6 separate regions of the Mus musculus genome follow, and regions 1, 2, 4, 5 and 6 are each linked to region 3. The links are chromatin contacts, called in public HiCAR-type and promoter capture Hi-C maps. All regions are on one chromosome and are shown on one strand. Each heading gives the region's core, a stretch centred on a gene start, on an enhancer-like site or on the middle of the called end of the contact. The rest is flanking DNA. Distances are from core to core; before and after follow the strand shown.

Evidence for each region. Promoter capture Hi-C pulls out the DNA fragments that hold promoters and counts their contacts. HiCAR-type assays count read pairs that join an accessible place to other places.
Region 1: a HiCAR-type map of astrocytes shows a contact between it and region 3, with 4 times the contacts expected there. The contact joins the promoter of Rgs20 here to the promoter of Pcmtd1 in region 3. A contact is called at or near these places in 1 of 39 promoter capture datasets (embryonic stem cells) and 1 of 115 datasets of contacts at active chromatin or transcription factors (astrocytes).
Region 2: a contact with region 3 is called in a promoter capture Hi-C map of pre-B cells. The contact joins the promoter of Atp6v1h here to the promoter of Pcmtd1 in region 3. A contact is called at or near these places in 2 of 39 promoter capture datasets (pre-B cells and second pharyngeal arch cranial neural crest).
Region 4: a HiCAR-type map of astrocytes shows a contact between it and region 3, with 6 times the contacts expected there. The contact joins the promoter of Lypla1 here to the promoter of Pcmtd1 in region 3. A contact is called at or near these places in 1 of 484 Hi-C or Micro-C datasets (B cells) and 1 of 115 datasets of contacts at active chromatin or transcription factors (astrocytes).
Region 5: a contact with region 3 is called in a promoter capture Hi-C map of pre-B cells, with 9 times the contacts expected there. The contact joins the promoter of Tcea1 here to the promoter of Pcmtd1 in region 3. A contact is called at or near these places in 8 of 39 promoter capture datasets (cranial neural crest, embryonic stem cells, frontonasal cranial neural crest and 4 more), 1 of 484 Hi-C or Micro-C datasets (CD8 T cells) and 3 of 115 datasets of contacts at active chromatin or transcription factors (astrocytes, double positive thymocytes and embryonic stem cells).
Region 6: a contact with region 3 is called in a promoter capture Hi-C map of pre-B cells, with 6 times the contacts expected there. The contact joins the promoter of Mrpl15 here to the promoter of Pcmtd1 in region 3. A contact is called at or near these places in 3 of 39 promoter capture datasets (the C10 cell line, liver and pre-B cells), 1 of 484 Hi-C or Micro-C datasets (CD4 T cells) and 1 of 115 datasets of contacts at active chromatin or transcription factors (astrocytes).

What each region holds. Positions count from the first base shown.
Region 1 is chr1:5,017,908-5,021,989 of GRCm38.p6, forward strand. It overlaps Rgs20 (regulator of G-protein signaling 20), which reads right to left and starts at 1,632. Exons shown (of 5, transcript NM_021374.5): 1 at 1,404-1,632. The coding sequence starts at 1,472.
Region 2 is chr1:5,081,448-5,085,648 of GRCm38.p6, forward strand. Atp6v1h (ATPase, H+ transporting, lysosomal V1 subunit H) reads left to right here and starts at 1,639. Exons shown (of 14, transcript NM_133826.5): 1 at 1,639-1,831; 2 at 2,970-3,116. The coding sequence starts at 3,004.
Region 3 is chr1:7,087,328-7,091,332 of GRCm38.p6, forward strand. Pcmtd1 (protein-L-isoaspartate (D-aspartate) O-methyltransferase domain containing 1) reads left to right here and starts at 1,593. Exons shown (of 6, transcript NM_183028.3): 1 at 1,593-1,889.
Region 4 is chr1:4,805,277-4,809,277 of GRCm38.p6, forward strand. It overlaps Lypla1 (lysophospholipase 1), which reads left to right and starts at 2,547. Exons shown (of 9, transcript NM_008866.3): 1 at 2,547-2,706; 2 at 3,179-3,210. The coding sequence starts at 2,638.
Region 5 is chr1:4,855,910-4,860,067 of GRCm38.p6, forward strand. It overlaps Tcea1 (transcription elongation factor A (SII) 1), which reads left to right and starts at 1,785. Exons shown (of 10, transcript NM_011541.4): 1 at 1,785-2,067. The coding sequence starts at 2,005.
Region 6 is chr1:4,783,165-4,787,108 of GRCm38.p6, forward strand. It overlaps Mrpl15 (mitochondrial ribosomal protein L15), which reads right to left and starts at 2,562. Exons shown (of 5, transcript NM_001177658.1): 1 at 2,409-2,562; 2 at 787-941. The coding sequence starts at 2,513.

The DNA.
Region 1 (4,082 bases), core at 382-2,881, 2.1 Mb before region 3:
GTGGGCGCCAAGGCCATTCAGCCAGCTATCTGGCTGTGAAGTCTTGGAAACCCACAAGAGGGTGGCCTAGAACACAGTCTCTGGAGAGGATTTCCTTTCCAGCACTCTCAGGACAGAAACCCTCCTGCACCACCACTTTCTTCACGCTGTGGCTCTGTTCTCCACCTGAGGGCGCAGAGGCAGCAGTTGCTATGGCCAGAACCCCCTTGCCCGCTTTAGCCCCACGTCCATCAGCAGTTGTGTGAGTGTGGCTAGCTAGCTCTTCTTGCCCAGGTTTTGCTTGCTGCTTATGGACTCGAGGAAGATCCTGACCCAGCCCAGCCCCAGAGAGCCCACCTCTCCCGCGCTCCACCTTCACACCTTCAGACCTGCGCGGTCGCAGCGCCTGTACCCTCCCCAACGCCCACCTTCGGTCGCCCACTCCCTAAGTGTGGAAATCCTTCAGCGCATTGAAACGTCTCCCCAAACACCCACCCCACCCCCGCGTGTGCCGCTTCCGAGGCCTCTCCCTTACCCACTCCCCTGAAGCAGTAGGTGGGGTTAGCCACAGATCTCCGAAAGAGCACACCCTTGTCCCAGGGAGCTGTCTCCCTTTAGGCTCCTTGCCAGCCCAGTTTCCCCAAGTCTGAGGGCACCATCATACAAAGACCCGACTCCCCATCGCTCACCTCCGCGCAGCCTCTCTGCTTCCTACCCGAACCTTCAGTCGCTGCAGCCTCGGCACGTCCTCGGGTTCCAACCTCCCGAGCCCCCCGAGTGTGGGAAATCTAGCTCCCAGGCCCGATAAGGACAATCCCCACCCTCTCTCCCTTAAGTGACTGTTCGGTCTACTCAGTTGTCTGGTGTTGCTGCCCGCAGCGCTCCGGGCGCGGTCTGAGCGCCTACTTGAAGCTCAGCTCCGCCAGCCGGCCTGTGATGCGCTTCTCTGAAAGGGAGGTAGTGCGTTCCGGGAGTGTCACCTCCTCAACCTGCGCTCAAATTGCCCGCCCCGGGTCCTCAGACCGAGGCGCATCCTTCCCCCAACTGAGAGAGAGCCGAGACTCTTCCACTCGCTTGGGCTCTCCCAAATGCTTGGCATGTCTGATGTGCACTTTAGACCTTAATGGCATTTTTCGTCCCTCGCTGAGTCTCAGAGTCCGGACCACCTGCTTGGTGGGTCTGATAATAACCGATCACAATGGTTCGGAGCCTTCCCTCAGACAATGAGATGTTCCGAACTCACAACCCACTCGCCTCAACTGACTAACCCTAAGGGCGATGACCAGCCAGGGATTGCACCACCGGGCAAGGAGAGACTGGCGTCCCAGGTTCCTCGAGCTCCTTCTACTGCCAGGTCCAGGGCTTCGGGGGGGGGGGGGGGCAGGGAGTCAGAGAGGAAGACGAGGAGGACGCCAGGTACTTACCAGGCCAGGGTCCGCTGGGCTAGCCGAAGGGGAAGCTCTGGCCCTCGGGCCTCCGTTGGCCGTGCGCATGCGTCCAGAGTGTGCCTTAGTTTTCTTACACTAGTCAGAGCGGTTCCTACTCCGCCCGCGCTGGCTCTCTGCCACCCGCCCTTTCCTGCGTTTCTGGGTCTAAGCTCCGGAGCTCTTCTCTCTTCCTCCTCCTTTCCCTTCTCTGACTCCTCTCCGCCCCGGCGCTCGCTCGCTTTCCTGGGGCAGGGCAATCCCCTGGCTCGCCTCCTTCTGGCGGCAGCACGCAGCACTCGGAGGCTGGGGGTACTCCCTAGTCCCAAATCGGGCGAGCGGAGCCCCGGTCCTGGCTCCTCTCTTATAATCGCAACGAAATAATGGGTGCGGCGGGAGCGAGCTTTGAGGGTGCCTGTAAGGCCCTTTCTCTTTATCCCCTGGCCTTAGCTTGCGGGGGACGCCGTGGGGTGGGGGCGATCCAGAGTTTGTGAATGAGTACTGGGGCCTTGTGAATGAAGAGATGCTTGGGGGTACGGGGAAAGGTCGCGAGAGGAGCTGGTGCTTTGTACCCCGGGTCTCGCGCCTGTGAACTGCCCGCCCCTGCTGGACAATCCCCACTGAACCCTTTGACCTCAGCGCCACTAACATCCGCCCCCAACTCTCTTTGTATAGCCTTTCTAAGAGATCTGTTCTCCCACTCTAAACAGTGGTCCTACTCAGTTCCGGCCAGCCAGCCAGAGTCGGATGGCCCCACCTGGCGATTGGGATGGCAGGGTGGAGTGTATGTAAGAAAGCCTAAGCCGGGACTCCGGTCTCTCTCAGTCCCTCGGCAGTCTCCCTTTCTTTTGCGACTCAGGCGGTGGGAGGGGAAGCCCCGGGCATTTGCAGAACCTGGCGCCTACCTCTGAGGATGCCCCTCGCCCGGGTCGCCGCAGCTAGCGAAGTAACCCTTGAAGTGAACCCCTGGGGCAGTGCGCCTGAGCTCGGAGGGCTAAACTCAAGCAGCAAAGTGACCTGACACAAAAATAACATCACGTCATTTCCTCCCTCTTCCTGGGAAGAGGAGTGGGGGCATGAACGCGGCTGCGAGCGGTTACAAAGTGCGGGGATGCTTGGGGAGGCTCGAGGGGAAGCTGCAACTACAGTTGGAAAAGATCTTCGGAGGCGTCAGAGGGCTTCCTCTTGCTTCCTAGGATGGTAGAAACAGAACAGATCGCTTGGGAGAAAGTAGCTCTAATGCCTCGGTGGAGGTGGGAGTGTCCGGGAGCCTCAGGTGCCCTTTCCTCCAGTGTGCCCAGCGCTGTGCCAATCTTTCAGTATCCAGGCCAGCCCGGGTGGGCTGGGTCAATCAGGATTAGAGCGAGTGGGAAAGGCTGGGGCCTCCAGAAGCCGAGGGTGGGTTTAGTGGAGTTCCCAGTACTCACGGACTCGGGTGAACTCTTTTCAGTACAGGCGTCCTCTCCTCTGGGCTCCGAATTCGGACTTGCCAGCTTCAGTAGACGACCCCTCGGACGTCGTCCTGGCAGTGCCATTGAGGCCACAAGTAGGAACAGGAGGCGGTGGGGCTCTGGAGAGAGCCAGGCAGTAGGCCAGGAGCTTGGCTGAGAGGGAAAGTCCCTGCGCCCAGGCAAGCCACGGGAGGGGGTCGCCGCAGAAGACACAAGAACAGCTGGAGAGCAGGCTAGAAAGGTGGCGAAATGAGTCGACCCGGTGGAGTCTGGGAGCTGTGCAGGGCGGAAGGCGGGAAGGGTGTGTAAGAAAGGCGAGAAACAAAACCAGCACATCAGTACGATCTTGTCCACAGTCACCTATTTGCGACCTTGTGGAAGCATTTTGAGAATTGCTTTGGGGATACAAGAGAAGGTCAGTGGAAGTAAAAAGAGAAAGCACTAGCTTAGTTTCTTCCCTCATTTAAACTACGTTGCCTAACGCTGTGGTCTCTGAACCAGCTGCTGTTGCCAATATTCAGTATCCAGCTGCTCCATAAGAATGCAAAATTTATGTCCCTTTCCTAGCCTAGTTCATCAAAACCTGCACATTTACACCCCATATAATCTGTATGCACATTAAACGTGGTGGGCACCAGTCATCTATTCAATTTTTCATTTTTTTCCCTCTTCCCTTCCCTCATCAGAATTCTCCTTACCCTGTCCTCCAATAGACCACTGAGGTCGGAATAGTTACCAGGTCCCACTGGGGTAGCTGTTAAGTGAGACTTGGGTAGTTCTTAGGCAGCTGGCCAGCCAGAAAGAATCCAGACCCACCTTACACTGGGAGCCGGGTAGGAAGTAGCCAACTTCACCTCAGCATAGTGGGGGAGTTTGTTCGGTTTTGTAAGCCTTCAGGCGTCTTTTCTGAACTCCATATGTACCTCTTATTTTCAGAGTTCTGCTTCCTGAAATGTATTCCTAGGAGACTTATGTATGAAAGAGGATAAAAGTAAACATGCTCTTTTTTTTTTCTTGGAAAGTTAAAAAGATGACATTCTTGGGCATGTTTAGTGTAGTAGTCAGGAGCACAGGGTCCTAGAAACAGCCTTCCCACTAACAACCCCCAACTGTGGGGATGCCGCTTTAATTTCCCAGTTTATCTACTTTTGTCAAAACGAGTCTTTAAAAATAATCTTTGGCTGGGAGTGATGGTGCATGCCTTTAATCCCAGCACCTGGACAGGCAG
Region 2 (4,201 bases), core at 389-2,888, 2.0 Mb before region 3:
CTTCACATAAAACCAGAGAGACTGAAACTTATAGAGGAGAAAGTGGGGAAAAGCCTTGAAGATATGGGCACAGGGGAAAAACAGAACAGCAATGGCTTGTGCTGTAAGATTGAGAATTGACAAATGGGACCTAATGAAACTCCAAAGTTTCTGCAAGGCAAAAGACACCGTCAATAAGACAAAGAGACCACCAACAGATTGGGAAAGGATCTTTACCTATCCTAAATCAGATAGGGGACTAATATCCAACATATATAAAGAACTTAAGAAGGTGGACTTCAGAAAATCAAATAACCCCATTAAAAAATGGGGCTCAGAGCTGAACAAAGAATTCTCACCTGAGGAATACCGAATGGCAGAGAAGCACCTGAAAAAATGTTCAACATCCTTAATCATCAGGGAAATGCAAATCAAAACAACCCTGAGATTCCACCTCACACCAGTCAGAATGGCTAAGATCAAAAATTCAGATGACAGCAGATGCTGTCGTGGATGTGGAGAAAGAGGAACACTCCTCCATTGTTGGTGGGATTGCAGGCTTGTACAACCACTCTGGAGATCAGTCTGGTGGTTCCTCAGAAAATTGGACATAGTACTACCGGAGGATCCAGCAATACCTCTCCTGGGCATATATCCAGAAGATGCCCCAACTGGTAAGAAGGACACATGCTCCACCATGTTCATAGCAGCCTTATTTATAATAGCCAGAAGCTGGAAAGAACCCAGATGCCCCTCAACAGAGGAATGGATACAGAAAATGTGGTACATCTACACAATGGAGCTAAAGGGATCTGCAACCCTATAGGTGGATCAACATTATGAACTAACCAATATCCCGGAGCTCTTGACTCTAGCTGCATATGTATCAAAAGATGGCCTAGTCGGCCATCACTGCAAAGAGAGGCCCATATAAAGGCAAACTTTATATGCCCCAGTACAGGGGAACGCCAGGGCCAAAAAGTGGGAGAGGGTGGGTAAGGGAGTGGGGGGGGGGAGGGTATGGGGGACTTTTGGGATAGCACTGGAAATGTAAATGAGGAAAATACCTAATAAAAATATTAAAAATTAAAAGATTGCCCAGCCAACTATAAAAGGGGCTGCTTGGGACCTCCTCTCTCTCTTAAGCTCTCACCTTTCTTACTCCTCTCTAGCCCTCCTTCTCTCCCTTCCCCCTCTCTCCACTTGGCTATGGCCGGCCCCTCTCTTTCTTTTATCTTCTCTTTTTCTCTTTATCTTCCTACAATAAAGCTCTAAATTCATAGACTGTCTCTGTTCATCATATAAGCCTAGAGAAAAATGAAGTTAGGTAAACAATGAATAACTTTTTCTGAGACATGTATTACTGGTGGGTCTACATATACTTATACCATGGGTCTATGATTCATTTCTCAGTCTGAGTCTTATGCTTAAAATCGGAGTATGAATGCCTGGCCCGCTGAGATGTTTAATTCAAACAAACCCAAACCACTCAAAGGTCATAAACCAAGCTTCTTCAAAGATTTTTGGCTTTTTGGCACCAGTGGCCTGCAGGGTGGCGAGCTCTGCCAGTTTGAAGTGACCAAGTTAAGTGGCCTGGGAAAGGCCATTTGGTGCGCGGTCCAGCAGTTTTGGGCGCTCTCGGCTTCCGCCCTCAGCTGCGGTCACGTGCGGCTGCTCACGTGCCAGACGCTGCTGTCACTTCGTAGCTGTTCCGGCTTCCTCTGAGTGAGGCTCGCAACGTCTCCCACGGAGTCGCCTTCGTTCTGCTCTGGGTCTCCCGTGGCCACTGAGACCTCGGAGCTCGACCGGCGCCTGCCCGCCCGTGCGGCCCTCACTCCCCGAGGCTATCCAGGTGAGGCCGCCTGGGGTCCCTCCCCGGCTCCGGAGAGCCGACTGGTTTCCCTGCCGGCCGCGCCAGGGTCTGCGGAGCCGCAGGGCCTTCCTCCCCTCGGAGGGAAGCAGAGAGCGCGGGGGTGGGCAGGCCTGGGCCGGGCCGGGCCGGGCCGGGAGAGCCGCGGGGGTCGGGCCGCCCGGGAAGGCTGCGCTGTGCCTTTGGTGCCAGCCTTGCCCGGATGGAGCCGGTTTTACCTGGGACCCGCAGTCTGCGCCGACCTTGCTTGTTCAGGCAGCGAGTTCCCACAAAGAGAAATCTAAGTTCCACACTGACTAAGCACTTCGGCAACGCGGAATAGAATTTGGGTATGATTTTATTTTTAAACCTCCTTTTGCTCGTAGGTAAGAACGTACGTTTTGGGAATGGTTTTTGCATCGTAGTAGAATGAGATGTAACTTATCTATTACGTTGAGGACTGGGAATTTTTTTTTTTTTTTTTAGTAGCACATTATTGTATATTTTTCTTGTCAGAATAGACTCCTATTGTTGGTTGGACATACGTTGTTTCAGAAATTTCTTTCAATATTGATTTTGGAAATGTTTGTCAATTTCTGTTTGAAAAGAAGGTCCTGGTATACCACACCTCTTAGTGTATTTTATTTTGAATCAGTAATTTTAAAGAAAGGAATTAATATAGTGTCTTTGCAAATCGAAGCATAATAGATGCCCATAAATACCATAATTGACCCTTTTTTAATTTTATTTTTTGTAGAAGAGATTAGAACGTGATTGAATAGATTTAAAGTAGTGGACTTCTGGGTTATTTTTAATGTATTCTAAGCACTGGGTATGATTGCACTAAGGTGGTCAAAGAGATTGGCTTAATATTCAGTTTAGTTCTGATTTTGCTGTCAGTCTCTTAAGTGGTCATTTTAAACGTCTCAGTGTTTATTGAGGCTAAGAATTAAAAACTCTTCCCTGGAAAAAGAACAAGTCAATAGAAAGCCTTTTATGGGGTGGTAGACAGAATTTGAAATACGGTAATGCTTTTCAGACCTAGGATATTTAATATTCAAGCTAAGTGAAATCAATATGGTTATATTAATACTTGTAGTTCAAAAAATTAAATGGCTGCTATCCTGTTTTTATCTTGAAGGTCTGTGGGAAACATTCAAAGTCATAAAGTTTAGATGACCAAGATGGACATTCGAGGTGCTGTGGATGCTGCTGTCCCAACTAACATCATTGCGGCCAAGGCTGCTGAAGTTCGTGCCAACAAAGTGAACTGGCAGTCTTATCTTCAGTGCGTACTGGTTTGTTGTGAGTCATGGATGTCATGTGCTTTTCCATCAGGCTTTTTCATGGTCATGCTTCTATGAGAGAAATACTGGAAAAATGCTAATAAATTAATTTTAACATTTCCTTCTCTCCATAGCTAGCTGTCTTAGGGAGTGTGACAGATATGGTAGGAACCACTTGGGAAAATAGAACAGTTCATAGCAGTTATTTTATTTTATACTGTGTGTATGACTGTTTTTGCCTGCATGTATGTATGTGTGGCACCTGAATGCGAGTGCCCTCAGAGCTGAGAAGAGGGTCTCAGATACCCTGGAACTGGAGTAACAGATGATTGTATACACCATGTGTGTTCTGCATGCCATGCCTTTGCAAATCAGAGAATAACCTATGGGAGGACTGGTTCTCTGGCACTGGGGATGAAAGTGAGGTTGTCAGGCTTGAGTGGCAGGTGCATTCACCCTCCCCCCACCCCCCCACCATTTCGTCAGCCCGCATTTATTCTTAGTAATATTTCATCATTTTATTTCATATGACTTTATTTTGGCATATTTATAACTGGGTTACTGAGGGTCAGATTTGAATATGCACATTGAAAAATCAGTTAAGAAATCTGTTGCTTATTTTTTGTCTTGCCTATACAAAGGTTATATAGAATAGCATTTCAAAAGGAACTCATAGTATCAAAACAGACCTTTATTGTTAGCTATGATGATAGGAAGATAGGCTTATGAGTGTACAAAAAAGGGTAGCTGATTCCACCATCAGAAGATCCTTCAATTGAGTTTTCAAGGATGAGTGCTATTTGACCATGTGTCATAAAGGGAAGATTGTGCTGGAAGTGATGTATAGTTTGGAGGTAAGCAGTGGTAAGAGCTGAAGCTCACAGCAGGGCAGCAGGGGATGGCTGTGATATTCTGGGTACCTGGGGACCCTTGGGAGGAGTTGGGGTTGTTTACTTGGTGCTTTTCAAGATGATTCTTAAGTTAAGAAACCCAAAATGTATTTGAAGTCTAAGAGTCAACTTGTACAACACATGAAAGAAATAGTCAGTTATAGGTGGCAGTTCATATTGTAGAATTGCCTTTTCAA
Region 3 (4,005 bases), core at 343-2,842:
CCCAGCCGGGCGGTGGTGGTGCACGCCTTTAATCCTAGCACTTGGGAGGCAGAGGCAAGCAGATTTCTGAATTCGAGGCCAGCCTGGTCTACAAAGTGAGTTCCAAGACAGCCAGGGCTATACAGAGAAACCCTGTCTTAAAAAATCAAACCAAAACAAAACAAACAAAAAAAATTCCCATAGGGACTGAAATGAAAGAAAAAGAAAACCAAAATGTTTTCTAGTGTCTCACTGTTATTTTAAAACAGGTGAAGTGGAACTCATCTGTGATTTCTCAGAAGGCTGAGGCTCGGAGGATTTCACATTTGAGGACAGCCTGGAGATTCTGTTAAAACTCCCAAACCTTCCTAATTTATCATGTGATTTATTATGTTTATGGTAAGATGTATATATATATATATATATTTTTTTTTTTTTTTTGAGACAGTCTCATATAACCCAGGCTGACCTCAAATGAAGTATCTGCAGATAACTTTGGACTACTGATCTCTGCTGTCACCTGCGGAGCTTTTGGGATTACCACCCTGAGCCGTTACATCCACTCGATAAAATATTTTCACCTGCTAAAATTTCTGCCTAGAGTATCAGAAACCGAACCCCCAAAGACTGTTATGTGATCCCATCCTGTCCAGGGGTGCTTTGGTTCTAGGAGAGACACAAAGATAGGACTAAGGAATCCGGCCCACAGCCTCAGTCTAAGGGCTAAAAGGCCACCAAATCTAACTTCGTACTTGAGACATAAAGGTGAGCTGAAAGTCAGACCATCGCATAAGTTAACTTTGTTCCAGTTTTCAAGTGATTGGAAGCTCTCATTTTACTACTCTGTTCTTAAACACTTTACACAAGGTTACTGTAGGTGACAGCAACCTAGGCCTCAAGACCTTTTGTTTTCCTGATAGGGACTTGATATATGTATGTAGTACAGGCAGACTTTGAGCATCCCAAGTGCTGGGGTTACAAGCCAGTGCCACCACATCTGGAACGTGCATTTGGTTACAAATTACAGCATTGGGAAAGCAGTGTCTTTTTATGTGCTGGAAACAAACAAACAAACAAAAAATACAGTCCCAAAGTAGGAATCGACATGTTTACTGCGGAGGACTACAGATGTAGATGCTCCCCCTTGCTTCTGACCCTCGCCACTTCTCAACAAGCACTCCTTCCCGACACCGACACAGGCAGGGGCTTCGGCGTGGACCAAGAAGGCGTCAGCTGCGCCTGCACAGGGGGCGACGCATGCACCGCCGCCAGTCATTGGGTGCGCGCCGGGTCTGCAGGCATCCTCCCCATCACCCGATACAGAGACCCGCGGAGAGGCTGGAGATGAAGTGGCCTCGTAGATCCAGTCGGCAAAACGCCGACCGGAGGCGGAGCTGGGGACGGACTGAGTCACCAGACCCTGCGCTCCCGAGCTACGCAGCACACAAACAAAACAGCGACAGAATAGGAGGAGCCCCAGCTCTCGCGGCATCCGCGGGAGCTGCCAGCCGCTTGGGCAAGCCTCGCGTTGTTTGGTTAAGGGGCAGGGCGTTCAGCGAGAGGGCGGAGTCCAACCCAGCTGAGGGTGGGGGTGTTCCCAGGCCCCGTTGATTGGCATCTTTCTTCGGAGGGCGCCCCGCGCACGCGCAGCTCCCAGGAGGCGGTGGCGACTAGGGCAGTCCAGCTGCCCGGGTCCCGGGTTGCGGGTCGGGCTCCGCCCTCCCGCGTCGGCGCTGGCGGACGCTGTGCCGGGCCAGTCGGCTGTCTCTGCGGCGCTCCGCCCGCCGCCGGTCCGCCGCTGCTTTGGCCTGGAGGGCTCCCGCCTACGCAGGCTCGTGACGCGGGGGCTGGGACGGGGCTTCAGGGACTGAGCGGGCGCTGCCGCTGTGTGAGCGTCTTCTGCGCCTTCGGTAAGTGCGGTCCGCGTCCGCTGCTTTGGCATTTTAGACACCAGCCGGGAGAACGGATGGAGAGAGACAGGGCGAGCTGTTTTGCAGAGCCAAGGTGTTTTACAGCTTATTGCTTTTATGCGTGTTCTTTTAAAATCGTGAAACCACAGCTGTGCGTTTACAAATCTGAAGAATTTGGGTACAGAAGGAGGAGGAGGAATGCTCTTAGAAATGGAGCTAAAGTACTGCGTGCTCTGTAAGAAAAAAAAAAAAAGCTGCCAAACAATGAAGACACAAGACTCCTGCCCTCTTTCTGTCCTGGACCTCAACCCCAATATTTACGCTCCCACTACTCAGAGTAACCCGATCCCAAGTGTATGTATGCATCCAGCCTTTCAGGATTTTGTCGGTGCAAGTGAGGAGTGTGTTTATAGACGAAAATTAAAGTCCTATATAGAATATAGATTTTTGGGCCAGTAGTATACGGAACTCTCCACTCTTTTTTTTAAAAACATACTTTATTGTTAAATGTTACTGTTTAGCATGGGCTTCACACTTTCAGTAGCGAGTCAGTTAAAAGCTTATTGTATGTTTTGTGATTTGCGACGCAGTTCTATAGCTCAAGCTGAGATAGAGCCCCCTGTGCTGTGGAAGCTGACCTTGAACTCTTAGCTTCTGCCTCCACCTCCCGAGTGCTAGGATCAAACAGGAGCTGTTGTGCCTGGCCTACGTGCCAGTATTTTGCAACTTAATATATTGACTTTCACAGTATCTAAGGCCACATGCGATACTTTCATATGAAACAGGTTGCTAGTCTTTGCTTAGACCTCAGAGTTTACATGAGAGGGAATGACTGCCTAAAGATTACACAAAGTTTACTTTTTCTTTATGTCATAAAGTTTAAATACCATATGGTTAGATAGCAGCATTTAATTCTTTAAACTCTAGGAGGCTACTTTTGATGAAACTCGTAGAAAGTCACCATTTAGAAATTTTGTACTCAAATAAGAAAAAAAAAAAACCCACCACGGATTAAATATTTTGCAAGGTGAACCCTAGGGAGAAGTCTGAAAGTGGAAGAAAAGTGGTTCTGCACGCATTATTGTGCTAATCTTGCTAGCTTCCAAGGGAAACAGTCTACTAAAGTAATCATAGGCAACCGTCTTATTCCAAACAGGCCTGTCCTTAAAATCATAGACACAATTGTGCACATTTATTTAGGAATCGAACTTAAAAGACTTGAAGAGATCTATGGTATTTTCGTTGTTTTTGTCAACAATATGCTGGTACTTTTTTGTTTTTAAATAAAAGCCTAAGTAGTGTCTTCCTGCTTCTGTGGTCAGTCAGCTCAGGCCTGGAGTGCCTGACTAAGCGCCTGCTCTGCTTTTCTGGGTGGGCTGAGTACCTGAACTGCATTTATGGCCCTGCCTTGTCCTCCTGAATGGAAACTGCCTTATCAAAAATATCGAAAATAAGTGTAGGAAACTATCCTGGTGTCGTTTTCGATGAGGTTTCTGGTGGTTTCATATTAAAATAGCTGAAACACTGTAAATTGAAAAGAATACAAAGTAGACAAAATTAAACTTTGCTTATTGCATGGGAATTAAAAATGTGTTACTGGGGTTTGTGCCTTATAGTATATAATACTTTCATTTTCTGGCAGGTGTGACTAACTGTAGTTTAAGGAACTATGACCAGTAGTGAGTTCAAATAAAGTGTGATCAAATTATGCATTTGAGGAGAAACCCATGTATAGTTAAAGATTTGAGCAGTTCTTGTTTGCTCAGGATAACAAGGTAGGTGTTAAGTATCTGCCATTCATTATCTCTTACTCTGTATTGGATGTCTCATATTGGTGCACACGAAAATATTTCAGCCCAGAAAAATATTTTCAACAGACTAACTTTCAGTTATAGAAGTGGGAAGAGTTGGGAATGTGCTAAGTGTGTTCAGAAATTAAAAGCAATGGCTGGAGTTGGAGCTCCTGGCATGTCTGAGGCTCTCCGTGATTCCTGCTAAAAACAGTCCTTTGCCTGATGGGAAAGCTTGCTTTTTAGTTTATCATGAAAAGTCTTTTGGGGACTTGTTAATGTGAGTAGCTAGAGACAAATCAAGTGTTTGGGGGTCTTGTGTTTCT
Region 4 (4,001 bases), core at 1,297-3,796, 2.3 Mb before region 3:
AGCCACCATGTGGTTGCTGGGAATTGAACTCAGGACCTCTGGAAGAATAGTCAGTACTCTTAACCACTGAGCCATCTCTCTAGCCCAAGATATCCTATTGTTATGGATTGAAAAATTAATATTATTAAAGTGCTTATATTACCCAAAAAGACCTACAGGGTCAAGATACTCATCATCAAAAGTCCTAAGGATTTTTTTTTAACAGAAATGGAGGGGAAAATAAACACTAGACCAAAAATAAACCAGTGCATGTGAAGTCAACTAATTTGACCAGAACACCAAGATTCTTAAATTATTAGGAAGGTAAGTTTTATGTATTAGTCTATGCAAAATAAAAACAAACCCCACAGTAATAATGGAAAGGGTGGGAGGATGGAGTTTATGATCTTGATTATCATAATTTCACAGGTATAGACTTTGCTGCAACTTGACCAGCATTTTGTCAATCATATTCAATAGTGTTTTACAAATCTTATAGTTTTAAATCTGTATTGTAATGTTTTGTATTGTTACACAATTAACCAGCTTTTGCTTATATCTAGAAATATACTCTTTGTTGAGGCCTACCCCTCCCCTAGCATAGCTATAGCCATTTTGTTCCATGCCTGCCAGCTATTTCATATTGTTGCTATAACATGCCAGCTAGTCATTGACACTGAAAAATAACTGGACTTAGAGCAAGGTCATGCTGATCACATACTCGCATATGTTCTGCATGAGGTTTGTTATCTTAAGAAATTCCACAAAACTTTATGTAGGACCTATCAAATCAAAGGTCAATATGAACTGTTCTGTCTAAAATGGCTTGAGTTGGCGCTGACCACTGGGCAGCACTTCTTGCACCTGTGTATGAGCTTGTGTGTGTGTGTGTTTCTTATAAGCTGACAGAGAAAGATATTCGTAGTCATAGCGTCAGCCTCTAAAATCTGAGCTACAGCCCTGATCGATCAGTCTTAGGGTGTACATTCAATAATCCACCCCTGACTGACTGAGATTGGTGTTTGTGTAGTTTGTGGAAGACTCTTGGACTCTCAACAGTTTTCTATGGGTATACTGACCTAGTATGGGCTATACTGATGAATTTTCTTGTTGGTCACTTTACTCTTCTTTCTTTCTTTCTTTCTTTCTTTCTTTCTTTTCTTTTCTTTTTCTTTTCTTTTTTTTTTTTTTTTTGGCTTTTTGGTTTTTCGAGGCAGGGTTTCTCTGTGTAGCTCTGGCTGTCCTGGAACTCACTCTGTAGACCAGGCTGGCCTGGAACTCAGAAATCCACCTGCCTCTGCTGGAATTAAAAGCGTGCGCCACCACCACTGGGCTTACTTTTTCTTTTGTACAATCACATGATCTGAATAATTAACTATTTTTTTTCTAAATTTTATATTTACTTCATTCCCTTACCCAGGGAAGAAAGAAACCATTCAGAACAGAAGAAACAAGCTCATTGGAGGATGTAAAACTCCAGAAAAATTGCAGGAACTGGAGATTTTGAGATAGGAAAAGACACAGATGACAGGCACCCCAACTTGATGTATTCTTGTCCTCTCTAGTGAGATAATGGTAGCTCCTGGAATTCTACATATTTCATCATAGAGAAACTTACTTAACAGTGACTTGGATCATTTTATGTTCATAATGAGAGCTAAAGACAGTTGTGTTTTCTTTTAAAGTCACAAAGAAAAGACCTAACAGTTTGACTTAAATATAGTGGCATTGCTGGGTGTGGTGGCAAACACACTCAGGAGGTAGAGTTAGGAGTTTGAGGCCTGCCTGGTCTGCAATGTGAGTTCCAGGACAACCAAGGCTACACAGAGAAACCATGTATCGAAAAAGCAAAAAATATATAGAGGCATAAGCCTTGTGAATCACATTACTACCATTTTGGGGGAGGGTTATCAATTTAACATTTTTGAGAATGTTTAAACTTTTCAATATTTAAGGGCAAGACTGATTTAAAACCGTTTTGAATAAGACTCCAAAATCTCTCAGGACCTAGATTTTCCTGTGTAATTTAATTAAGTCTTTTAGTCTTTAAGTCTTAGTTCACAAACTCCTTTCCAGTCAAAACTGTATATTTGGTTTCCTCACTGAATTGCAGACTTCTGAAGGTCATGACATTTTGACCTTAAATGTTTGCCATGAACCGTTCCCCAGTTATACATACTATATATGCAATAAATTCAGCGCTGTGCAGAAGGGTGGCGATTTTGCCCCGTGTTCAAAACGGCTATATTTCAATGAATACCTGTCCTTTAGTTAATAACGTTGACCTGCCTGGGGAAGTGAAATCGGGAGTCACGCGTCAAGCGCGCAGGGGACCACAGCAAGAGCTCGCCCCGCCTAGCCGCGGTCCCAGCAGCGGTCCCTGCTACCTGCCGCTGGTCCAGGCACTGCGGGCGTGGATGGACAGCGAGAGGTTAGCAGCGGCCCGCACTGCTCCAGCGCGGTGCGGGAAGGCTCACTATGACGCGCACGCGCGGCCGAATCGGGGCGCGAGCTCGGGGCCGAACGCGAGGAACAGTGCAGGGCGGCGCGGGGGCGCGCACGCGCCTGAGCGCGCGCCCGGAGGGGCGGGCTGGGACTTTCGGCTGCCGGGAGCCCGAGTTCCCTTCCGCTTCCGACGCACTGTCCGCCAGCCGGTGGATGTGCGGCAACAACATGTCCGCTCCGATGCCCGCCGTTGTGCCGGCCGCCCGGAAGGCCACCGCCGCGGTGAGTGGCGGCGCCCGGGCCTGGGGCACCAGCGAGACCCAGGCCGCCGCGCGTGGATGCGTCCGCGCCGCCCCGCGGGCTCTCCGGGGTCGGGCGGGGAATCGGAGCCGGCGGGGCGCCGCCTGCCTGCCTAGCACTCTCACCCCCACCCCTGAAGCAAATTCCGAGGTCCAGTGCTGAAACAGCCGACCTGCAGCGGGAGTGTCTGTCCTGCCGCAGGAGCTCAGATTAACTTTTGCTCCCGGAAACTTTTGTGATGAAAAAAATTCGACTTTCGTGACTTGACTTTAGAGACAGCTGTCTTTTATCCGACTGTGTGAGACCTCTGAGTGCTAAAACGAAGGGGTATAGAAATTAAATAGCTTGTGGAATAGTGTTCTGTTGTAAGTTTTTAGGTCCTTCATTGGGTTTTATAACTTAACAAAATCTGTAACAGTCCAGTGTGTGCTTATTTTGTCTTATTCTCTTTTAGGTTATTTTCCTTCACGGATTGGGAGATACAGGGTAGGTGCCATTGTTAGTACCTAAGGAGATGGGGTCGTGCAGCTACTTACTGGTCAAAGGGTTGTATGCTGAAGAAGGCTGACATTGTAGGAACAAGTATTTTCTCAAGGAGATCAGCTTTTCTGCTTACAAACACCCACAATTTCCCCCTTATCTTGAGTTTCTCGTCTTTGAGATTGTCTCTGGAACATGTTAAAATTGTTAACTGCTCTTTGGATGTGAATTGGATACCAGAGGAGTGGAATGTTTGCAAAGGCAGTGTGCAGTTTTGGAGCAGGTTGAGAAAGACCGGTTGATTCTGTTGAGAGAAATAGCAATAACATGAAGCATAAGTCCCAGATCAGAGTGCAGATGATCCCTTAAAAGAGAAAAATCAAAGAAGGTGGGGCCACAGCTCAAAGATTAATTTGGTGGCTTATCAAACCCATTTTGCTTTTGTGGTTCTGGAGAAGAAACTTGAGGTCAGTGTGTGCCGTGTGGACACTTCACCAGTCCCTGACCGGACTATGCAGCACTAACTTTAGCTTAGGATTTTCTGTTATTAATCCTTGGGTTGCCTTCTGTTTAATTGAGTGATTATCTGGCTGAAACTTGTGTTGTATAAGATTGTCAAACTTTTACAATGAAACTGGGGAGATGGTTTAATGGTTCAGGGCATAGGCTGCACTTAACCAGCCTGCGGGTTCAGTTCCAAGCACCCACTTAGTGGCTTCCAGCTCGCTGTAACTCCAGTCTCAACAGATCTGACCCCTTTTCTGGGCTCCACAGGAGTCGCATATATGTGGTGTATA
Region 5 (4,158 bases), core at 535-3,034, 2.2 Mb before region 3:
TCTGAAACCTGAGGCCATCCCCAATTAGGGCAGAACTGCAAACAACTAGTTGGAAGGGATGGCTGGATATGTGGGTGAGGTCTAGTGATCCTCCAGGCCTACCTCTATGAACTTCAACAGTCAACAAGCTCTATGATGAACTTCCCAAGCAGGCACAACTGAGCTCAGAGTAATAACAGCTCTTCCGCTCTATGTTCCTGATGATAAATGATGGAAAGCTTGGAAACTGTCAGGGGTCATAATGTACAGCACGTGTGGTTCTGTAAACACCTCGTACTTGAAATCAGTTAAACTGGATATGGTGGTGCTCGCCTGCAATCCTAGCAGGATTTTATGGATAACTTGGGCTTCATAGATAACTAAGGCAAGCATAGGCTACAAAAGACCCTGTCTAAAAACAAAAAGCTAAAATGGTAAACTTTGTTTCTCTTACAACACTTAAAACTTAACTTGAGGCTGGGGAGATGGCTAAGTGGACAGGAGTACTTGTTTTCCAAGCATGAGTGCCTGGGGTTCTGAGATGGAATTCCCAGCACCTGCAGAAAAAAGCTGGGCATAGATGTGCATTCCTGCAACCACAATGCTTGGGAGTCTAAGAGAGGCCGATTGGGGAATTTGCTGGCCAGTCAGCCTAGCTGACTTCAAACTTCTAATTCAGGGAGAGACCCTGTCTCAAGGCAGTGGAGACCAGATAGATATCTTGAACCATAAAGGGCTTTATCTTAGTATAGAGAGAATCTTAAGTGGTAAATTTTGGTTAATGGTAATTAACTTTGAAATGCTGTTATGCATAGTGTGAATTGGTAGTAAATGGTTTAACTGGACACAGACCCACTTTCTCATCTGCAAATGAGAAAATGTTGTCCCCTCTTTTTTTTTTTTTTTTTTTTTTTTTTCCGGTTTTTCGAGACAGGGTTTCTCTGTGTAGCTCTGGCTGTCCTGGAACTCACTTTGTAGACCAGACTGGCCTCGAACTCAGAAATCCGCCTGCCTCTGCCTCCCAAGTGCTGAGATCAAAGGCGTGGGGCACCACTGCCTGGTGATTGTCTCCTCTTTATTACCTCACAAGGAAATTGAAGGAAAAGGACAAAGAAAATAAATGAAAAGCATGAGTTATGGGTGAAAAATGGTACTGAACCATTTACTTTCAATAGAAACTGATTAGTCAAAGTGGAATTCACTGTTACCCTGGGGAGCTATACTTTATTTGATCTTAAGTTTAAAGTGTGAAAATGCACATTAGTTATATGCCACGGCCTTCTATCATGCTTGGTGACAAATGTTTAATTTGACACGACATGTGTTTTAGTTAACTTTTTTCATTGGAAAGAAGATATTTTGAGTCTTAAAAGTCTGTAATGTTCATTGGCTCCTGATTTATTAACTTTCAACACATGGAACAAAGTAAAAACAATCCCAGACACTATACATGTCATTTTTTTACCGTGGCTTTTTTTAAGTCACAATTCTCAAGGCCGTCGTCTTTTTAGTCGGTTTTCATCAGCAGGCTAGATGGTTTGAATATCTGAGTCCAAGAGTGAGCCTCAGTGCTCATGCGCTTTAAGCCCTCGGCAATGCCTGTCCTGCGTCCCAGAGAACGCTCTGCCGGAGGGGTTTCGATGGAACTCGTAGCAACCTACCGCCTACTGCCTGATCCCTCTGGCGTGAAAGCCGGACTCCGTCCAACTCCAGCTCGCCAGCAACGCGAGTCCGGATAGGGCCGGAAGTTCCAGACTGCTGGGGGCGGGAATAGATTAAAAGAACAGCGCACGCCTGAGCGAGCCACTTCTACTTTCCAGTCTCCTGCGATCGATTCGTAGTGCCTGTGTGGCGCGCGCGGTGCTTGACTGGCACGGCCTAGGGGGCGGAGCGCTTATCCCTGCCGCCGCGGGCCGGGTCTGTGAGGAAGGCCTAGGCCAGCGGCTTCGCGGCTTGTCCAACGTCCGCGCAGCTTCTCTCGCTTCCCGTCCGCTGTGGCCGGGCGAGGGGAGGCCTTCCGGAGCCATGGAGGACGAGGTGGTTCGCATTGCCAAGAAGATGGACAAAATGGTGCAGAAAAAGAATGCGGTAAGCGGGCGGGCCCGGGGCAGGCCGCGGCCGAGTCCGCGACACCGGCCCACGCGGAGTCAGTCAGGGCCGGGCCGGGCCGGGCCGCGCCGCGCGCCCTCCGGGCTTTCAGGTCCGTGCTGCCCACGGCCGCAGTGAGCCCAGGACTGAAGCCCTCGACGCTGGGCTGAGAGAATGTACGGTGGCCGCCGCCGGTTACCCCAGAGCGGCTTCGCTGGGTGCCGCGGTCAGTTGCAGACGGGCCGTAAAGTGTGTTTATCCCAGCTCTGCCTTACACCCACTTGGTAATCACAAACAGAAAATACGCCGCCCCTTGGCAAGTCGGCCTGCGTGCGATGTGCCGGGCAGCCGGCTGCTGCTGCTCCGCGGGTATGGTGCTGAGGCTGCAGCGGGACGGATGACATCCTCTGTTCCTTGATTGGTCTGTGTGGATGTGTCCCTCGGTGTGTACCACTTTCCATCCCTTTGCTTCCACACTTGACCTCTCCAGCCAGCTTCACTTGAATCTCTTCTTCCAGACGCAGCAGGTTTGCATTATCAAAACACCAGAGACTTTTGCCATTTGTGAAGTAAAAGCCGTGCAGAGATGCTAAACGTTTGTGCAGTGAGTGCTTTAGAGTTACGCGCCTCTGCAGAATTCTTTTTATGAGTCAAGAAACTGAGTCAGAGCTAAAGTGCTGTCGCTTAAATACTGTGTAGTTTTGCTTGAGCTAGGAGCTCGCTGACTTTCCACTCGCTGCCAGCTTAGGATTTAGTGTTAATACCAAATAATGTAAGACTTTCAGACGCCCCCGGTTCCTCTTTCTTAAACAGGTGTGTTGACCCGCATTTAATTTCATGCCCCGTTAATCCGTATGTACGATTTTGGTCCTTTCAAATATTTCCTGTTTGTTTTCTGTTCCAGATATTAGCCTGTGTTGTTTTTCTTTCTTACTGATTGAGCTATTTCATTACTTGATGCAGGTGATGAGTTCTGGTTATATGATAGGTTAAACATTTTTTTTTTTTTTAAATTGGGAAACCTCTCTCTGGCTGAAGGTTCCCAGATTGCCACAGAGGAAACTCGCAAGAAGAAAAAAGTCATTAACTTCGTAACTTATTTTCCCAAATACATCAAGACAGACTTCAAGTCATTCTCAAATCTGATTTCTGGTAGTGCAAAACCATAACTAAGATGAAAATTTGTCTTGAAAAAGAAGACAAAGCTGTTTTTTTTTTTAATTGCTTTTTCTTTCATTTTCCAGTCCTGAAATTCAAACAGGCTGATGAAATGCAAAGAAAGATCAAAATGATACTCAATAAATTCTTGGGCCAGGCATTGGTGCTGCACGCCTTTAATCCCAGCATTTGGGAGGCAGAGGTAGGCGGATTTCTGAGTTCGAGGCCAGCCTGGTCTACAGAGTGAGTTCCAGGACAGCCAGGACTATACAGAGTCTCAAAAAAAAAAAAAAAAAAAAAAAAAAAAAAACCGCCCAACCAAACAAACAAAAAAATCTAAAATTTAAAAACCTGTGTGTGGGTGTGTGTGTGTACACAACTAGGTCAGAGGACAACTTGAGGATTTCTTTGTGTTGCCCTTGCTCTCCTGGAACTTGCTCTGTATATTAGGCTAGCCTCAAACTCAAATCCTTCTTCCTCTGCTTCCTGAGTGCTGGCATTATTGGCCTAGCACTGAACTCACTTGTTAAGCCTTTACCTATTGAACCATTTCTTGGACTCCCCTCCTCCCCCAAACACTCTCTCTCTCTCTCTTTTTGAGACTGCATGTCATAATGTCCTGCTTAACTAGGACCTTACTCTGTAGACCAGGCTGGCCTTAAACTCCCAGAGATCTGGCTCCTGAGTGCTGAGATTAAAGTCTTCAGGCCACTGCCATGCCCACCCCCAATCCCTATTTTTTCTTTTTTTTGTTTTTGTTTTAAATATGGCATCTTGCTATGTAGCCCAGTCTGACCTGGAACTCTTGTGATTCTCCTTACGTATCTTTATAAATGTGATGAACTGTGACAGCAGCTATTTTTAAGTTACTTCAGACCATAAAAATGGAAACTGCTTGAAGCATGGTAGTTGTCACTATTTTTTTTTTAATAT
Region 6 (3,944 bases), core at 1,312-3,811, 2.3 Mb before region 3:
TAACATCATAAAATAAAAATGGTACCCACTACAATGTGCCATAAACATATTATATATGCATACATATTATATACATAATGTAATATATATATATATACATACATACATAATATATATGGGGATGTTTGTGTATATGTATCTAAATATATCTATATTTCAAATATATACCCATTTAAAAAGGTAATATACAGGCTGGTGAGATGGCTCAGTGGTTAAGAGCACCGACTGCTCTTCCAAAGGTTCCAAGTTCAAATCCCAGCAACCACATGGTGGCTCACAACCATCCGTAACGAAATCTGATGCCCTCTTCTGGAGTGTCTGAAGACAGCTATAGTGTACTTACATATAATAAATAAATGAATCTTTAAAAAAAAAAAAAGGTAATATACATGGAAATAAAAATACATATGGCAAGATACATTTACCTTTTATATATAAATATAGATACAGATATATATAGATATATATAGATATGGAAAGATACATATACATTTTTCAATTGTTAATCATCTAAGGAATTATGACAGCAAGCACTATCATCAGCATGTTGTTGGTCTGAGTAGACTCTGTACAAATGTGCTTTTCTGGGGGCATAGTCATACAGTGACACAGACAATAGAGGGTAAGTTACATTACTAAAAATTATTCAAAGCAACAGTACCATAAGTGTGTTCCTAAATAAACATAAGGTATCTACCAAATTACTTGTGTACTTCTTAGTGGAAATTACGATTTGTACTTAAAAAAAACAAAAAACAAAAAACAAAAAAAAAAAAACAACCTTACCTATGTCCTTCATTAAATCCATATTTTGGGATTCGTATGTAAAATGGAGTCTGCCCTCCCTCAAAGCCCAGCCTTGGCCGGGTTCCTCTCTGCCTTTCTCCTTTATGGCCTCTGCCACACTTCCTACCTCTTCTCCGATCTCTTGGACGTCTTTCCTACAAGAAAAAGTGAGTTTTAAGATCTTCAGATACATTTCTGAAAACTGTCTCATCTCATAGCATATTCCATATTAATGCTGTTTATCCATTGCACCAGAGGTAAAGTACCGTGTGCCAAGCCCTGCTCTAGCTGCGTGCTCATCTTTATACTCCACCAACATAGTTCTCTCAGAATGTAGCTGATCCTAGTAACCAAAATACAAGGTGAAACACAGGGCAAAGTTCTAAGGAAGGGATGGGATCCAACAGGAATAACAAGCTCTACAATAAGCTAGGTCCCTGTAGTGATTGCTATCTGCTAGGTTGAGGCAGGAGGATTCAAAGTTCAAGGCCTGCCTAAGCTACAAAAAAAGGGCAAGGCCAGCAACCCCCAATTTTCTGAGAGTCTGTCTCTGAATAAAGCATTTAAAAATCGGGAAAGGGAACCAGATGTGGTGGCGCATGCCTTTAATCCCAGCACTCGAGAGGCAGGGACAGGAGGATTTCTGAGTCCGAGGCCAGCCTGGTCTAAAAAGTGAGTTCCAGGACAGCCAGGGCTCTACAGAGAAACCCTGGGGGGGGGGGGGGGGGGGGGCGGTGAGAGGGCATCGGGAAAGGGTTTGGGATTACAGCTCAGTGGTATAGTGTGCTTGAACAAACAAGCTAAGGGCCTAAATTTAGTCTTCAGGAAAAAGCAGCTGGAACGGAAAAAGAAAATCCTAGAACTAAACAGCCAAAACGAGGCTTGAGTGACATTAAATGTTTTATTTTTAAATTAATCGTAAATATGTAATTAGATCACATATGGCTAAGGAAAACTCCAATTTTTGCTAGGGACACATTCTAATTTCCTAAATTCCTAAAAGATAAGCTCCTGGCAACTTGTCCCCCTCCACAGAATTGTAAAACTGATGTGAAATGATTAATTGCTTCGGTAAAGTTCCTCATGTAGCTGTAAGTTCCCCAGAAATAAAGTAATTGCGACCTTTCAAAGCCCTCCACCTTCTACCCCTTTAACCTGGGCCTAAGGGGAATTGTGGTTGGCTGCACTATAACATTAAAAAATTGGCTAATTACAACTGGATAGAGTCGGGTAGTCTTTCGGTGTTCTCTAACTCCGTAACATCTTTCCCTTAATTGACTTTGTCAACCGCCCCCCCCCCTAAAAAAAAAGCCGTATATTAAGTTACTGTAAAAGCCGAGCAGCCGACCCACAACAGTTTTCTAGTTGCACCCTGGGTTGCACATTGGCCAGCTGGAATGTAGAAAAAACACTGGGATTTTTATAACGACGATAGGCACTTGCTAAGCAGTTCAGTTTAAACGCAATTTTGGATGAATCGTCTGCAGTTCCCGAGTGTGTACCCTCCGCCTGCTTAGCATCCTTAACACTGGGCGCACGCGGAAGGGAGCCAGGCGCCCGCACGCGTCCATCGCCAGAGTGACGCGGCCCCTGCACTCCCCGCACCGCCGCCAAGCGTTTACCCGTTTTCTGGAGTTAGGACTGGGCTTCAGGTTGGCCAGGCTCACTCTCGGCAAGGACCGCAGCAGGTCCAGGCTGGTCCCGCAGCCGCGCGCCGTGCCAGCCATGACCCGCGGTGCTTCAAGGGCGCCCAGGAAGCGGCGTAGACTCCGCGTTGCTTTACGGCTCCGCCCGGCCCCTGTCGCGCTGCAGCGGCCGTACTGCCCCGCCCCTGTCGTGCTGCAGAGCGACCGCATCCGCGTCGGTAGGCTATGTCTTCCAGCTTCCAGGCTTGATGTCTTTTTACTTCGGGGAACTGCATCAACTTTTGTGAGATCATGCTTTATCCTCTGGCTTTGGTACCATTTTGTGAACGAAAACTGTTCTCTTCTGCCCTGTAATGACTGAACACGCTGTACGGTAAAAGTGGGGCCTCATGAAGCGAAAAGTAATCCAAAATGATGTGAACAGGTTCAAGCTTTGAGACTCTGGTAATTCAACTGTTACAGTGCCTGGCTCTAGAATTAATTGTCTAATTAGGTTCAACCTAATAGCGTGCCTTGCAGTTAACGATGGGGGGTGGGGCATACTTAGCTCCTGGGGTATGCCAGAAACTGAGTTAAAGTTAGCCTTACTAGATTCATATAAACAACCACGCTAGAAGCGAGGTGTGGTTTTATGCCTATCAGATCGACCCAGCTGTCACAGCAGATGGTATAGATAGGATTCAAAGCTAATGAACTTAAACTGCCAAACATATATTTAACTCTCCAAATTAAATGATTTTTAAAACTTGTCTTAATACAAGTAATATAGAAAACAATGTGTTCATTTTTATATTCTTTTTCCGTTCCACTGTCTTGCTGGAGAATTGCTCCTACCAAGCTCTATCAGTTATATAGTGAAGGTGAGACAATTTAATAAGCAGCTGTTTCTAACTCAAATAAACCTTTATTTTTATTTTATTGATTCATTGTGAATTTCACATCATACACTCCAGATCCACAATCCCTCCGTCCTTTTTGCCCTTGCAAACCCCCCCCCCCCCAAAATAAAAATAAAGTTTAGGAAACCTCATCGTGAAGCTGTCGTGTGTCACAGTGTGTCCTACAGTATACCCTTTTGTCCATACATTATTACTTGCAAATGTACATTGCAATGAGTCATTGGTCTGGTTCTAGGTCTCTGGCTTCTGCTACACCAATATTGGATCCTCACAGGGACTCTATTCGGTTATCCTGCTATTGTCCTAGGTCACTGAGATCCTGCAGCTCTGGATCAGCAGGACTAGCTAGCCCTTTCACATGTTCCAACAGGTTACACATAAGGTAGATATCGGGGTGAGCTACTCAAAACCATGGATTTGGGCCTGGGGCCAGAGCCTGCTGGTCATTCAACATGGAAACCACGACTTGGGGTATGAGGATGATTATAGGAAAGGCAAAAAGAAGATGGAAGAGACAGATATGGGAGGGCTACAGGTCAATACCACCACTAGCAGCAAGTTTACTTTCTCAGTGTCTTTTAAAGGCTAGCAACAGAAAGCATGACCAATTCCA